3 separate regions of the Gossypium arboreum genome follow, and regions 2 and 3 are each linked to region 1. The links are chromatin contacts, called in public Hi-C maps. All regions are on one chromosome and are shown on one strand. Each heading gives the region's core, a stretch centred on a gene start, on an enhancer-like site or on the middle of the called end of the contact. The rest is flanking DNA. Distances are from core to core; before and after follow the strand shown. Region 1 holds the start of LOC108486676 (O-fucosyltransferase 13). Region 2 overlaps LOC108486087 (protein REDUCED CHLOROPLAST COVERAGE 3). Region 3 holds the start of LOC108486208 (methionine S-methyltransferase-like).

Evidence for each region. Hi-C and Micro-C count contacts between places; a contact is called where the count stands out from the background.
Region 2: a contact with region 1 is called in a Hi-C map of leaf, with 3 times the contacts expected there. The contact joins the enhancer-like site here to the promoter of LOC108486676 in region 1. A contact is called at or near these places in 2 of 5 Hi-C or Micro-C datasets (both in leaf).
Region 3: a Hi-C map of leaf shows a contact between it and region 1, with 3 times the contacts expected there. The contact joins the promoter of LOC108486208 here to the promoter of LOC108486676 in region 1. A contact is called at or near these places in 2 of 5 Hi-C or Micro-C datasets (both in leaf).

What each region holds. Positions count from the first base shown.
Region 1 is chr6:66,950,145-66,954,523 of ASM2569848v2, reverse strand. It overlaps LOC108486676 (O-fucosyltransferase 13), which reads left to right and starts at 2,228. Exons shown (of 6, transcript XM_017790849.2): 1 at 2,228-2,538; 2 at 2,629-2,708; 3 at 3,129-3,199; 4 at 3,290-3,378. The coding sequence starts at 2,426. It overlaps LOC128294009 (a long non-coding RNA gene), which reads right to left and starts at 312. Exons shown (of 2, transcript XR_008284175.1): 1 at 235-312.
Region 2 is chr6:67,881,222-67,885,600 of ASM2569848v2, reverse strand. LOC108486087 (protein REDUCED CHLOROPLAST COVERAGE 3) reads left to right here. Exons shown (of 23, transcript XM_053030101.1): 21 at 7-119; 22 at 206-287; 23 at 910-2,725. The coding sequence ends at 2,499. Among protein-coding and RNA genes, the nearest start is that of LOC128294142, 15 kb to the left of the region's middle. Within about 2 kb of position 2,205, at least 1 of the 2 cell types and tissues checked has an H3K27ac peak or open chromatin away from gene starts, as enhancers often do. A contact at or near this core is called in leaf, where this site is marked.
Region 3 is chr6:66,358,981-66,363,359 of ASM2569848v2, reverse strand. It overlaps LOC108486208 (methionine S-methyltransferase-like), which reads left to right and starts at 1,836. Exons shown (of 11, transcript XM_017790114.2): 1 at 1,836-2,367; 2 at 2,597-2,790; 3 at 2,894-3,100. The coding sequence starts at 2,154.

The sequences.
Region 1 (4,379 bases), core at 979-3,478:
TTTTACCGATTATACCGTTTTACTTGTTTTTACGTAAAATCGCTTAGCAAAAGTTGTTTAACACAATTTTAAGCTTCATATTCTACCATTAAGCATCAAAATACATGCATATCATTCATGGGTAAATTTTTAAACATAAATCCTAGCTCAAAATAATGGTAGAAATGAGCAGATCATGTTATCGGGATTTCAAAAATACATAAAACATTAAAAACGGAGCTCGGAATCACTTACTATTAAGCTTGGAAGCTTGGCCAAACCCTAACCATGGCTGCTCTTGGTACATTCTGCTGTAGCAAGAAGAAAGGGACACATTTGGAGTTTAAAATTTGTCTTTTAATTCATTTTACCCCTAAATGACCAAAATGCCCTTTTTACTATTCTTTCAAATTTTACCCAATCAAGGCCATTTTTGTCCAAAAGTTATATAATGGTTTAATTATCATTTAAGGACCTCCCATTTAAAATTTCATAACAATTTGATACCTTTAACATGTAGAACTCAACTTTTTCACTTTTTACAATTTAGTCCTTTTTACTAAATTGAGTGCCCAAACGTCAAAATTTTTGAACGAAATTTTCAAGAAATCATTTCGTAAAATCGTAGACCATAAAAATATAATAAAAATTAAATTTTCCTCGTCGGATTTGTGGTCCTGAAACCACTGTTCCGACTAAGCCCAAAATCAGGATGTTACATTATATATATCTTTGCATCAATAATTAAACATTATAATATCATGTAATGCCATATCTTTTATTATAATCTATAATATAATAATAGTTATATATAATAGTAGTGCATTATTTATTAATTATTATCTATTATTGTTTATTATTATCTTGGTTGAAATATGTTCTAAGTCCTAATACTTTTCATACTTTTGAAAGTTTGTCCTCCTACTATATTATATCATATATTAATAGTTTATATATATATATGCATAAATAATTAAATATTATAATATTATTTTATGTAATAGTAATGTAATATATTATAATATATTATATATATTATTTTATGTATTACCAATATACTAATTTAATATATCGTTTTAAGGTCAGTTAATTAATCAATTTCGGTTTCGTAATAGTTATATAATATATTATTATATTATCATTAAAGTTAAATTTTATAGGTTTTAATAATTATTAATTTTATAAATTTATTATACATGTATATTATAGTATTAAAAATATTTTATATTAAATTAATGTTTTTAAAATTTTATTTCACTTTATAATTTAACATAAACAATTATTATTAATTATTTTTCCTATTAACAAAATTTTAATATACATATGCAATGCTTTTGAATATATTTTAAAAAATAAAGAATTATTATTTATTTATAATTTAAATAATATTATAAAATTATATTAATTATTAATGCTTATTATGGTTGTTTAGTTATAAAGTTAGGCTTTTTTAGACTTTGAATCAAATTTATCTCAAGCTCAGGCTAGATCGATCTCGCCTCAAATCGTCTTAGATCATTCTCAACATAATTTAATAAATTTTCATTGAAACAATTAAATAAAATGTGCTATTAAAATATTCTATATTCTCTCGACCAAATTAATATTCTGGGGTTTTTATTTATTTTAAAATTTCCCGTGAGTAGAAAACTAATCAAATAAAAACTATATGCGAAAAGAAGAGTTGATGAATTATATAAAGAAATAATCAGTCTTTAATTACAAGACTAGCAGATCTCTTTAGTTATTAATTGGATTAAATAATGATGATAAAGGTGATGTGTAGATAATTAGGTGCTAAACAAGAAGAAAACCACTGTGACAAAGCTTTTTTTTTTTTTTTTTCCCTTCATATAATCAAATCAATCAACAAGATAAAACCTATATTGTCAGTCAACTTTGTTATTTTCCTTCAAATATTTATATATAATATTGATGGCTATATATATATATATTAGTTAATACACTATTGAAAATGAGTTTTTTTCATTAATTGATAGAATTTAAGATTATTTTATTTCATTAAAAGAATATAAAATAACTTAACAGCATCTTTTATTTTATTGTTTCAATTAAAAAATTCTTAAATTATGTTAGTGCACTGTCAGCAATTGAATATTATTTGATGATGGAATGATTAATTTGATCAATTTCTTTAACAGTAATGATCAAATTAAAAAAAAAGGAAATGACCAAAATAGGAATAAACTCCATTTTAGAGGGATTAACCGGTAGTTTACCCATGAATTTTCCCTTTCAATCATGACTTCAATCGCTTAAGGGGTTTTATATGCACTTTCTTCTGAAACTTTCAAAACCCAATAATTCCTTTCCTTTTTTTTTCCCGGTCGGAAATTACATTTTAAAGAAGGAACAAATCCAGTTGAATCTGATCTAAAAAAGTCATAGTGAAAAATTCCTTTTCCCTTTTTTAGTTTTGCATGAAATGAGGGTGAAGCCATTGTTTGTTATCATCTCGACACTTTCGTTATTCTTGGCCGTCGTTCTGATCTATCCTTCGCCGCCAGTTGCGCCTTCAAAGTCTTCGGACTCTACCAGGTTACTAATCCAGTCTCTCTCTACGGATCCCATTTTCACTGTATGTCATTAATTTAAGATAAATCTTCGTTGATTTGGGGAAAATTTCAGTGCCAAATCGGATATATGGAGTGTCCAGAGAATTGTGGAATGGAGACCATGCAAGTGGTGGCTTCAATCTCACTTAACTCGTTAGTATTTTCTATACCCGTCTATTGTTTGGCTTTTATTATTCATGCATTATTAGCTTTGTTGCCTTTTTTAATACATGTCTTAGCTTCCAGGGAGGAAGAAGAGGACTGAATTTTGGTATTTGGAAACGGGCTTTTTAAAAGTTTTTCATGTAAAAACTGGGGAAACATTGTATTTCGTTTTTATTATTATTAAAGTTTTTGAAGTTTATTGATTTGTTTGATGTAGATTTGATAGGTGTACATGGAAAGGGGTATAGTTAGGGAATTAAAGTTTTAGAAGGGTGGGAAGTGGGGTTTGGATTAGGTTAAAGGCCTTCTGTTTAGATTTTGACATTCTGAGTCAATCTTTTTTGTTCTTAAATGGCTATCATTGCAGACATTTGCATTGGTTTTTTTTTTGTTGTTGAATTCCTGCAGCTCTACCAGCCAAGAGTAATGGTTTTATCCGTGTCGATTGCTATGGTGGCCTCAATCAGATGAGAAGAGATGTGAGCGTATAGCTATTTTTAAATTTTTAAATAATTTCTAATATAAATTAATTTGGACTAAACATCAGATATTTTTCTTGGCGAGGGCAGTTCTGTGACGGCGTTGGTATTGCACGTTTACTAAATGCTACTTTGGTGTTGCCGAAGTTTGAGGTGGCTGCATATTGGAATGAATCAAGGTAAATTGTGCCTCTTGGAATTCATATATGCTACTCGTGATAACTCAAGGGTAGGTTTTTCTTGGCATTGCTACTAATAATAAAGTTTTTGATTTAGTTGTTGTCACAAGTTAATCAGTCACCAATTCAATTGAAAATTTTATTAAAACACCCCTACTTAAAAATTAAAAAAAAAAGTAAAAGTATACATAATTTAGTTAATTAAAAAAAGATAAATAACAAAATTTAAAACGTCACTAACAGTTAAAATACAAATCGCATTTTAAAAACCACCCACTAATCATAAAACGTAAAATGATAATTAAATACTTTTAACTATTTTTAAGACAAAACTCACTAAAAATTACTATTGTTCAAAATAAACTATCACTTTTCACATTTACAACTGTCTACACTTTTGTTCTCTTCAAGATATCTTTTTAAGTAATTTTGTCTAACTAAATTTAAACTGTTTAATCTTCCATAATTATGCCTTTTTTTTCTTATACATATTTTAAATAATTTTTAATTTTTTTTCTTTTTTGGCAAATAAAGTGAAATTTGAGGGATCCTGTAATTTCTAAATTACTTTGAAGAGTTTCACACATGTTAAGGCAGTAGAGATCTAGGTATTGTTAAACTTTATAGTGCTTGTAGTGAATACCCTATGATATAATTCTACTAATTGTAATTTTCTTATTGAAGTTAAGATTACACAGGAAAAAAAAGAAGAGCAAAATGAGAACCTACACAGCATCTGATTGACTGTAATATAATGGTAGTCATGGGGATTAGTGTTACTAGCCATGTCTTCCCATCCTCCAGACGCTTATGCTGGCTCTGTTCTATGTTGTTATCATCCATAATTTGCTTTTCCTTTGTCAAATTTATGTTTGTGGTTAGGTTTGATAAATTGCTTGTATTATTCTCTTTTGAGAATTTGTTGTTAGTTGCCAAGAGATGAACTTAGTAGTGGCTCACATGTTGCTTGACTTTGAGTTCCTGAACTGCTGAACTACTGA
Region 2 (4,379 bases), core at 956-3,455, 930 kb before region 1:
TTGCAGGATGCTGCTGCCTGGCTTGAATATTTTGAATCAAAAGCTCTAGAACAGCAAGAAGCAGCACGAACTGGAACTCCGAAGCCAGATGCATCAATTGCAAGCAAAGGTCATCTTAGGTATTAATATGGTATATCCAAATTACTAGTTATTCAATTATATCATCATTTCTTGCAGCACAAAAACCTGTGACCGTTTGTTGCAGTGTATCAGATCTCCTCAATTACATTAGTCCCGATCAAGATTCTAAAGGAAGCGATGTGCAGAGGAAGCAGCGGCGTTCCAAGGTACTTGATAGTTTCAGACCATGTTTCGCATAACTCTTAAAAAAAAATCATGATATCATCTATGATTTTGTTTCAGCTTATGTAATGTGACCCTCCACTTATAACAGCACAAAGCACCGTTTCTCTATGTTACTTGAACTTGGTGTGAGTGTCAGATACATGTATATATTCGACACGAGTATGTTCAGTTTTTCCCCCATACCCAAGTCGAACATGAGTATTTGAAAGAAAAATTAAGAGTTGGATCAACATAGCTATTTTTAACTCCAAAATAAGATACTACAGTTTTGAGGTGCTAACATAAAAATGTTCCCTTGTCAGAAATTCAATAAGACCATTGTTTTAAAAAATCTCCAAGAGCAAACAACAAACTCTGATTAGCTTGACCATTCTTTAATGGCCATCAGAACTTTGTTGACTGAAGATGAGGTTGCCTTTGAAGTTTTCAAAAACTTTCTTGTTCTAATCTCTCTTATTAGTATATCCTTCTAAATTGGCTCACTTGCTTATCTTGATGTTCCATGCAGATCCAGTCATTACTATAGATACGGATTTCCATTATCTCATTGTTCTTTATGCTGCTTGACATATAACATTGACATTTTTTTTTCTAACTTGGCAGGTGTTACAGATTAGTGATAAAACCCATGATACACGTAACAACTTACAAACAGATGGTGCTGTGTTTGTTGATGCAACAGATAAAGCTACGGCAACTGTGGATATTAATGAAATAGGTACCCTGTCTTCTATTCATCCCGAAGAACCAGAAGAAACCGATAATATTTATAGTATTGAGCCAACTGTTACAACTGAAGTTGTTGAAGATACAACTTCAGATGAAGGGTGGCAAGAAGCCAATTCGAAAGGTCGGTCAGGAAATGCCACTGGAAAGAAGTATGGAAGGAAGAAACCAGTTTTTGCAAAGCTAAAGGTGAATGGTTGTGAATATTCAAATGGTAGAGAGAGTGGGAGTAGGCGAGACATTATCTCACCAGCAGGAAAAACTGTCCCGAAGAACATTATAAAGGAAATGCAAACAGTAAAGCAATCTAAGTCTTCCAGCTTGAATCCTAGAGGGATTTCAATTGGTTTACCTGCTTCTGTTTCCAGAGGTTCCTCCCCTTCAGCAAATCTTAGTGCCATTGCTTCAAAATCACTTTCTTACAAAGAAGTAGCTGCGGCACCTCCAGGTACAGTTCTAAAGCCATTATTGGAACCAAGTGAGGGAAAAATGGAACAGTCAATGTGCGCCGAGACAGCAAATGTAGAGGATGGGAACAACATCTCTGTTGTCGATGATGTAGTGGATGACAATGATGAAACTGAAGGAACTCATGATACTGAAAGTCAGTCGGAAGAAACTGCTCCTGAAATTGATAAGGTGTCTTCTTGTAGTCAGGAAAAAGGTTTAGAAGCAAAAGGGAGTAAGCTATCGGCATCAGCTGAACCATTCAATCCCGGAGCACTCTATCACCCGTTAAACTCAGTTTCTGTTACATGTGTTTATGATGTAACAGCTAGTCAAGGCATGCTTGCTGAGCCTGTTGTACCTCCAGTTGCTGCTCGAGTTCCTTGCGGGCCAAGGTCGACATTGTTTTACACAAACAATAATTCTTACGGTAGCTTTCTTAGATACCAAACTCCTATTTTGGAACAAAATGGATTTGGATCTCCGAGAGTTATGAACCCTCATGCACCTGCGTTCGTTCCAAGCAAAATTTGGCAAATGACTGGAACTGGTGATTTGAGTGTCTCTGAAGAAGCTATGAACACAGAAGTGAAGGAAGTTGATAAGAAGTCGAGTAGGGAAGTTAACGGTTCTAATCCAAAAAAGAGCAGCGCGGAGGAGAAATCTGAGCTCGCAAGGCAGATTTTGCTTAGCTTCATTGTCCGGTCCGCCAAGCAGAACATGGATGGTGCATGTGAGGCTTTAATCAATGACAAAAGGCTCAACCATTCCCAAAACTCTTCGGATGCAGTTACAAGAGACACTGCAATAATAAAATTTCTATATGGGAATGAAGGAAAGGACTTGGATTCTCAATCCGGTAGCAATGAAGAACCAAAAGCGTTGGATGAAAATAAAAAGAAACCCGGAGATGGCGAAGGCTTTACAGTTGTAAAGAAACGGCGGAAAAACAGGCAGCAGCTTACTAATGTAGTCACTGGGCTATATAATCAGCAATCCATATGTGCTTCTGCAAGGTGAAGAAATAACCTGAGGAAAATAACAGTGTAAGTGTCATCATGTTCCATTTCCAGTTTTATTTATTATCATATCCTTGCTTCCATATTAACAAAGCAATTTGGAGTGAAGCCTGGTTCTTTAGTTCCTACTTAATTTTGAGAACAGCTTGGTATTATGCTAATAATCTCTGCAAATTGGTTCTCTTGTTTAGAGATTTTGTTTGATCAATAAAAAGGCCAATTCGTAATTTTCATACTTCAATTTTTCATTTTGGAGATTTTTGTAGTTTTATGGAAATACTGTGTCCGGCAATGAACAAATTTACAACATATATATGTTCCCATAACTGTTGTAGCTAATATTTAGATTTTAAAATTTTTATTTGAAATTGATGATTTTCATATTTATGATTTGAATTAAAATGTAAAAACCCCTTAAATTTAAAAAAAAAAAATTACGCTTTTGTGTTTTTTTCTTTTACACCTAATAATTTTCAAAATGCGTTAAAAAGCTAATCAAACTTTTTCAAAAAAAAAAAATAAGGCTTTTTTTGTCCTCATACAACCACAACGTGACATGCGGAAAAAATATAAAAAATAAAAATTAATAAAAGTAATAAAATTATTGATTTTAATAAAAATATAATTTTTTATAAAATTTAATAAAGTCATAAGAAAATTATAAAAATGTAAAGAAATATAAAATTTGTAAAAAATTATAAAAATTATTGTACTAAAAGAATCATTTTATAATTTTTCTATAACTTTATTTGAATTTTATTTTTTATCATTTTTCATCACATGTCATATTGTGTTGTGACACGTAATGGTTTTAATTGAAAAAAGCTGAAGGTATTTAAAGTGTTAAAGTTAATAGTTAAAGAGTTTTTTGAAGCATTTTATAATTTTATTATTTTATAAAATTTTACAATTTTTTATATTTTTACGATTTATATATATTTTCTAAATTTTAATAAAATTTAAATAATTTTATATTTTTATTAAAATTTAATAAATTTTATAACTTTTATTGATATTTATTTTTATATTTTTTGCATGTCACACCGTGATTATGACATGTTGTGGCTTTAATTGAAAAAATTAAGGACAATTAACTCTAATGGTTAATTGTTAAAGTACCAATTGAGTGCCAAAAAAAAAGTAGGGACTTAATTGCTTTTTTTGAAAAAGTTTGAGGGTTTTTTTATGCATTTTGACAGTTTAAGTACTCAATTGAGTGAAAAAAGTGGAGCTTAAATGCTTTTTTCGAAAAAAATTAAGGGCCTTTTTGATACATTTTGAAAACTCAAGTAACTGATTAAGTGTAAGAAAAAAAGAGAGAAGAGAGTTAATTTTTTTTTTTTTAAGTTTGAGAGCTTCTTATGATTTTTAGATTCTTTATTTTGGAATTAAAATATTTAAATTCTAAATTTAAATCCATTCAAATTCATTATTTGGATAATTCAAGTTTTATTTCAATTTTCATCTAATTTTAAGATTTTAACAACTTTTATAGAAATAAATATTTTCTATAAATTGTAAAAAAATACTACAATAAAGATAATATATATAAAATGAATCTCATGTCCAAGCATAAAACTCATCACCAAATTAAGATTTGAATTTTAAAGCACTTCAAAATTTTAAATTACTTGAATTACAAAATATATCTTTTGTAATTAATACTAATTCATGTTTTATTATAAATCTGATTTTAAAAAAATCTAAAATCTACAAAATATTATACGTACATATAAGTTTTCATTCTCATTGAGATAAAATAAATAGAGCAGAATAGGTTCATCTTTCATAACTAATACACTCCATGCTTTTTGTGAATGTTCCAATCATTAAGAAAAAGTTGTAAACCTCCATGATTCAATCACATCAAGAAAAATGCAA
Region 3 (4,379 bases), core at 587-3,086, 590 kb after region 1:
GTATCCATTGAAGCAAACCCGATGACTAATCCTCCATGTTTAGTAGGCCCATTGAGGGGGTAAACACTGGCCACAAGTTTTAAAGATGCTCCATAAGTAATGTGATGATCGAAACATCGACCTCACTAAATAAGGTAGGGGAGACCCTTGCCATCTGACCTAACCCCCATGGTTATTCACTTCATATTATTGGTTTTATCTGCAATTCGTTTCTGGTTGTCTTGAGCTAGCGAAAAGACCGATTGAAAATATATAATTAAGGCTCAAATAATTTGTAATTAAGTTCCACATTTATGTCTATTTCTTACAACATTATTTAGTCACGAAGTCGTCCCACTAAAATATCATGACTAAGCTCTCCCTTATTATTTATAATTAGAAAAGCTACTCAATAAATACTCGTCCAATAACCTTGTCATAAGTGTGTTGCCTTCACATGATATCCTTAATCTCTTTTGAGATAAATCTGTTCTCTCAATATGATCCTATTTTATCTCATGGTAATCATTACATTTTTCTTAATGAAAAGTCAATTACTATCAAATAATGATCAAATAATTTATCACAAAGACAAATGACCGGTGGCCATTTCTACTTTTCATCTATCATGTAATGTCGATGAGAGGATATCATTTATCATTTATCGTTTATTAGGCTATGAATTCCACTGTCGTGGAATGATGCTACATACTATAAAAGTCGTATACACAATGTACTAACTTTCGGTTTAGAATTATTTACATCAAAGTGTATGAGTCACGCATATATAGTCTATCATCCATTTAAAATTAAGGTATGTCACACTATGAACATCACAAGTGAATGAATCCATAAACAAATCTAGGATCTATTCTATTTGGGTCCTATTTCATGTACTATCAATCCAATTGGTCACATCTATGTTTCTATCTTTTAGGAGTCATCCACTTTCGATACCTAAGACAATATATCTCTCCAATTGGACTTGATAGACGACATATTAGTCTTTTAATCGGTTTGTTCATTTCTAATTAAACTGACTACATGTTTACTACTAATGTAAGTTGTATTTCCGCATTATGATCTAACCACATAATACTTCTTAGTATTAGTTAAACGATAGATAATCATTAAGTCAATATTTACTTTCATTTTGCATTGTGTGCAAAAAATGTTAAGGACAATATACAAAATATATTAATAAAATTAATGGATATTTTATTAAACCAACTTGTTTAAAAAATACAAGTACATATAAACAAAAATACGACACTAAGGGTACTAGATCCCAATATGAATCCAATTGCCCCAAGACAACATACTACGAAGTTAGAGGTTCGAAATAAAAGATGCGTGTCTCGAGACATGGCTTCCCTATCTCGAGACACAATCCTCCCATTTGATAATTTGAGTTGGGATTCATATCTTGACTCCGTGTTTGACCTTGTATAACCTTAGGTCAATTTGAGTGAGCCCATTTGATCTTATTGTGAATGTGCATTTCATTCATATCATTTGAAATTTAAGATACATGGCATGTTTATTGATTTAATTATCAAGAAAATGAACAAAGTCGATTGAGTTACTTCGGCCATGAAATGTGACATTCCTCATTTGAATCTAGTGATAGAGTTGTCATTTATGTTGGATTCCCTCTTTTTAAAGAGGTTTAAAATATTGATGATGCCGCCGTTAAAATTTTTATCTTTCAAATAAACAAAAATAAAAAGTATTTTAGAATAATTATTGAAAAATCCCTAATTTTAGTAAAAGGTAAAAAAATATCACCCGAGTAATTTGTGAGTGGATTAAAGAAATTTTGATTGAGAGTGATTAATTCGATAAAAAAAATTAAAATGAAATCAATTCTATTCTAAGGTGATGTACAATATAATTTATCATTTGATGACCAGGAAAAGATATTAGTCTAATTCTCACACTCAGGACGTCCTGATAATCGTATTTCGTAGTTTCGAATACGAGGATGATGGGATTAAATAGGATAAAACTCAAAAATCCCAAAGTTCTTCATTTCTTTCGTTTTATTTTTCGTGTTTTATTAATGCTACCATTCAGTATTATATATTTGTTATCTGTCAGCTGATATTGCCACACACACACACACACAAAAAAAAAAAAAAAAAGAGTAGAAAATAATTTGGGCGCGGGGGGAAATGACTCTGGAGGAATTTTTGAAGCAGTGCCAGCAGTCAGGTGATGCTGCTTACGCTGCCTTCAAATCGCTTCTGGAGAAGCTTGAGGATCCCAAGACCCGCACTGAAGCCCGGGTCTTCCTTTCGGATCTTCAATCCCGGGTCGGTTCCTCCGATGATTGCTTCCACAGATACCATTTCCGGATACAGGACATTTACTTGGATCGGTATGAAGGTAAGAATATATAATTCAAGCAACAGAATCTAGCGATTGTAGTCTTTGGTTGGATTCTTTTTCTTTTTCGTTGCCTACAGGCCCACACATACACTGTACGGACACTAAATCCCATTGTATTCAGCAGTGGTTTCTGCTCCATCTGTTTTACTTATGGTTAACTTTCTTATAAATAGCCTGTGATATGCTTGTCGTGCTTCATAGTGAACATATTTTGCACTATGTTCAGGCTATCAGGGAAGGAAGAAACTGACAATGATGATGATCCCTAGCATTTTTATGCCAGAAGACTGGTCATTTACCTTTTATGAAGGACTCAATAGACACCCAGATTCCATTTTCAAGGAAAAGACAGTTGCTGAGCTTGGCTGTGGAAATGGATGGATAACTATAGCCATTGCTGAGAAATGGTTGCCTGCTAAGGTGTTTTTTCTTTTTGTACCCTATCATTTTCCTTATGCATGGACAATTTAGGTATTCAATCCGAGTTATGAATCTTTTTATGTGCCTGAATTAAACTCTGCAGGTTTATGGCCTTGATATAAATCCAAGAGCTGTGAAGGTTTCTTGCATAAACTTATACATGAATGCTTTTGATGAGAAAGGCCAACCGATATATGATGCAGAAAAGAAAACTTTACTGGATAGGGTGGAGTTTCATGAATCTGATCTGCTATCTTATTGTAGGGAACATGATATTAAACTTGAACGAATTGTTGGATGCATACCTCAGGTATTGTCACAGTTGTCAACTTATATGGTTTAATATAGTAAATAATGAAGTTACATGAAACCCCAGGCCCACAGTACTTCCTCTAATTTTTTTCTCCAGATTCTTAATCCAAATCCAGAGGCCATGTCCAAAATGATCACGGAAAATGCAAGCGAGGAATTTCTACACTCTTTGAGTAATTATTGTGCACTTCAGGTTGGATGACACCTTATTGGTTCCACACTAATTAATGTTTAGTGGGTTAGAATCTTAATAATGTGCTACAAGCCCAGATATCTGACTAAATGCTAATGGATAGTTGTGGTTATGATTAAGGTTCCTCTGGACTGTAAACTTTACTTATAACCAAGACATGTTGTCTGGTGCACTTCCAAAGAAATTTAGGGTTATTCCCTGCTCTTGTTGATTAAAAGAGTTGGAATAATGTGCTGACTTATTGTATGGTACCTTTGATTTAGAAATCTCCAGTGATTGGATCCTGTCAATTCAGCTTGTAAGCTTATCAAGATAGTTGAACATCAGAAATTCATATTAGCAGCTTAAACTTATAATTCATCTAGTAGGGATGTAAGTTAATGTTATTGGAAAATGCTTGGAATTTTGGCTGGATGTTTGTAGTGTCGTTGCATTTAATTATTTCTGTTTGATCAACTTTCATCTGGAAATCTATTAAATTAGTTAAATGTCTAGTAGACCCCTTTTAGTACGCTTAATAGGATTGTTTTAGGTCTTAGGTGGAATAACCAGGAGAATGATCTCCAAAGCTTATTGGTTTTTTAGAAGAGTAAAAGCAATGATAGGGACATGAGTCTAAGGCTGAAGGCCTTTCTCTAGGTTTTTCCTGTTAAACTTATTTGCTCTTTGACTTTCTGTGATTCATTATTTTTTTCATTTTTGGTATGGCCCTGTATCCATGAACACAATTTCAGTGGTTCTTGTAATATTCGCAGACCGTTATTTTGGAAAAAGAACCTTTACATCCATGAATAGATATCACATGCTCGATTATGCTTATAATGGATAAACTATAGTAATTAGTCAGAGTAGATATTAGTGTATTCATTCTTGTATCGTCTCATTGGTAGATGGAAAGAACAATGTTTGGGGGTTTCTATTTCTTCTATTATTATATATCTAGAGTTCTTTCAAGATCAACTTGGCTTAACTCTGGAAATGTAGGCATATAACAATTTATCGGGACACAAAATTTTAGAGCTTTTTCTGTCAAGAAAAAAATTGCGGACTTTGAACTCTTATCTTGTATCGTATCAACTTCATG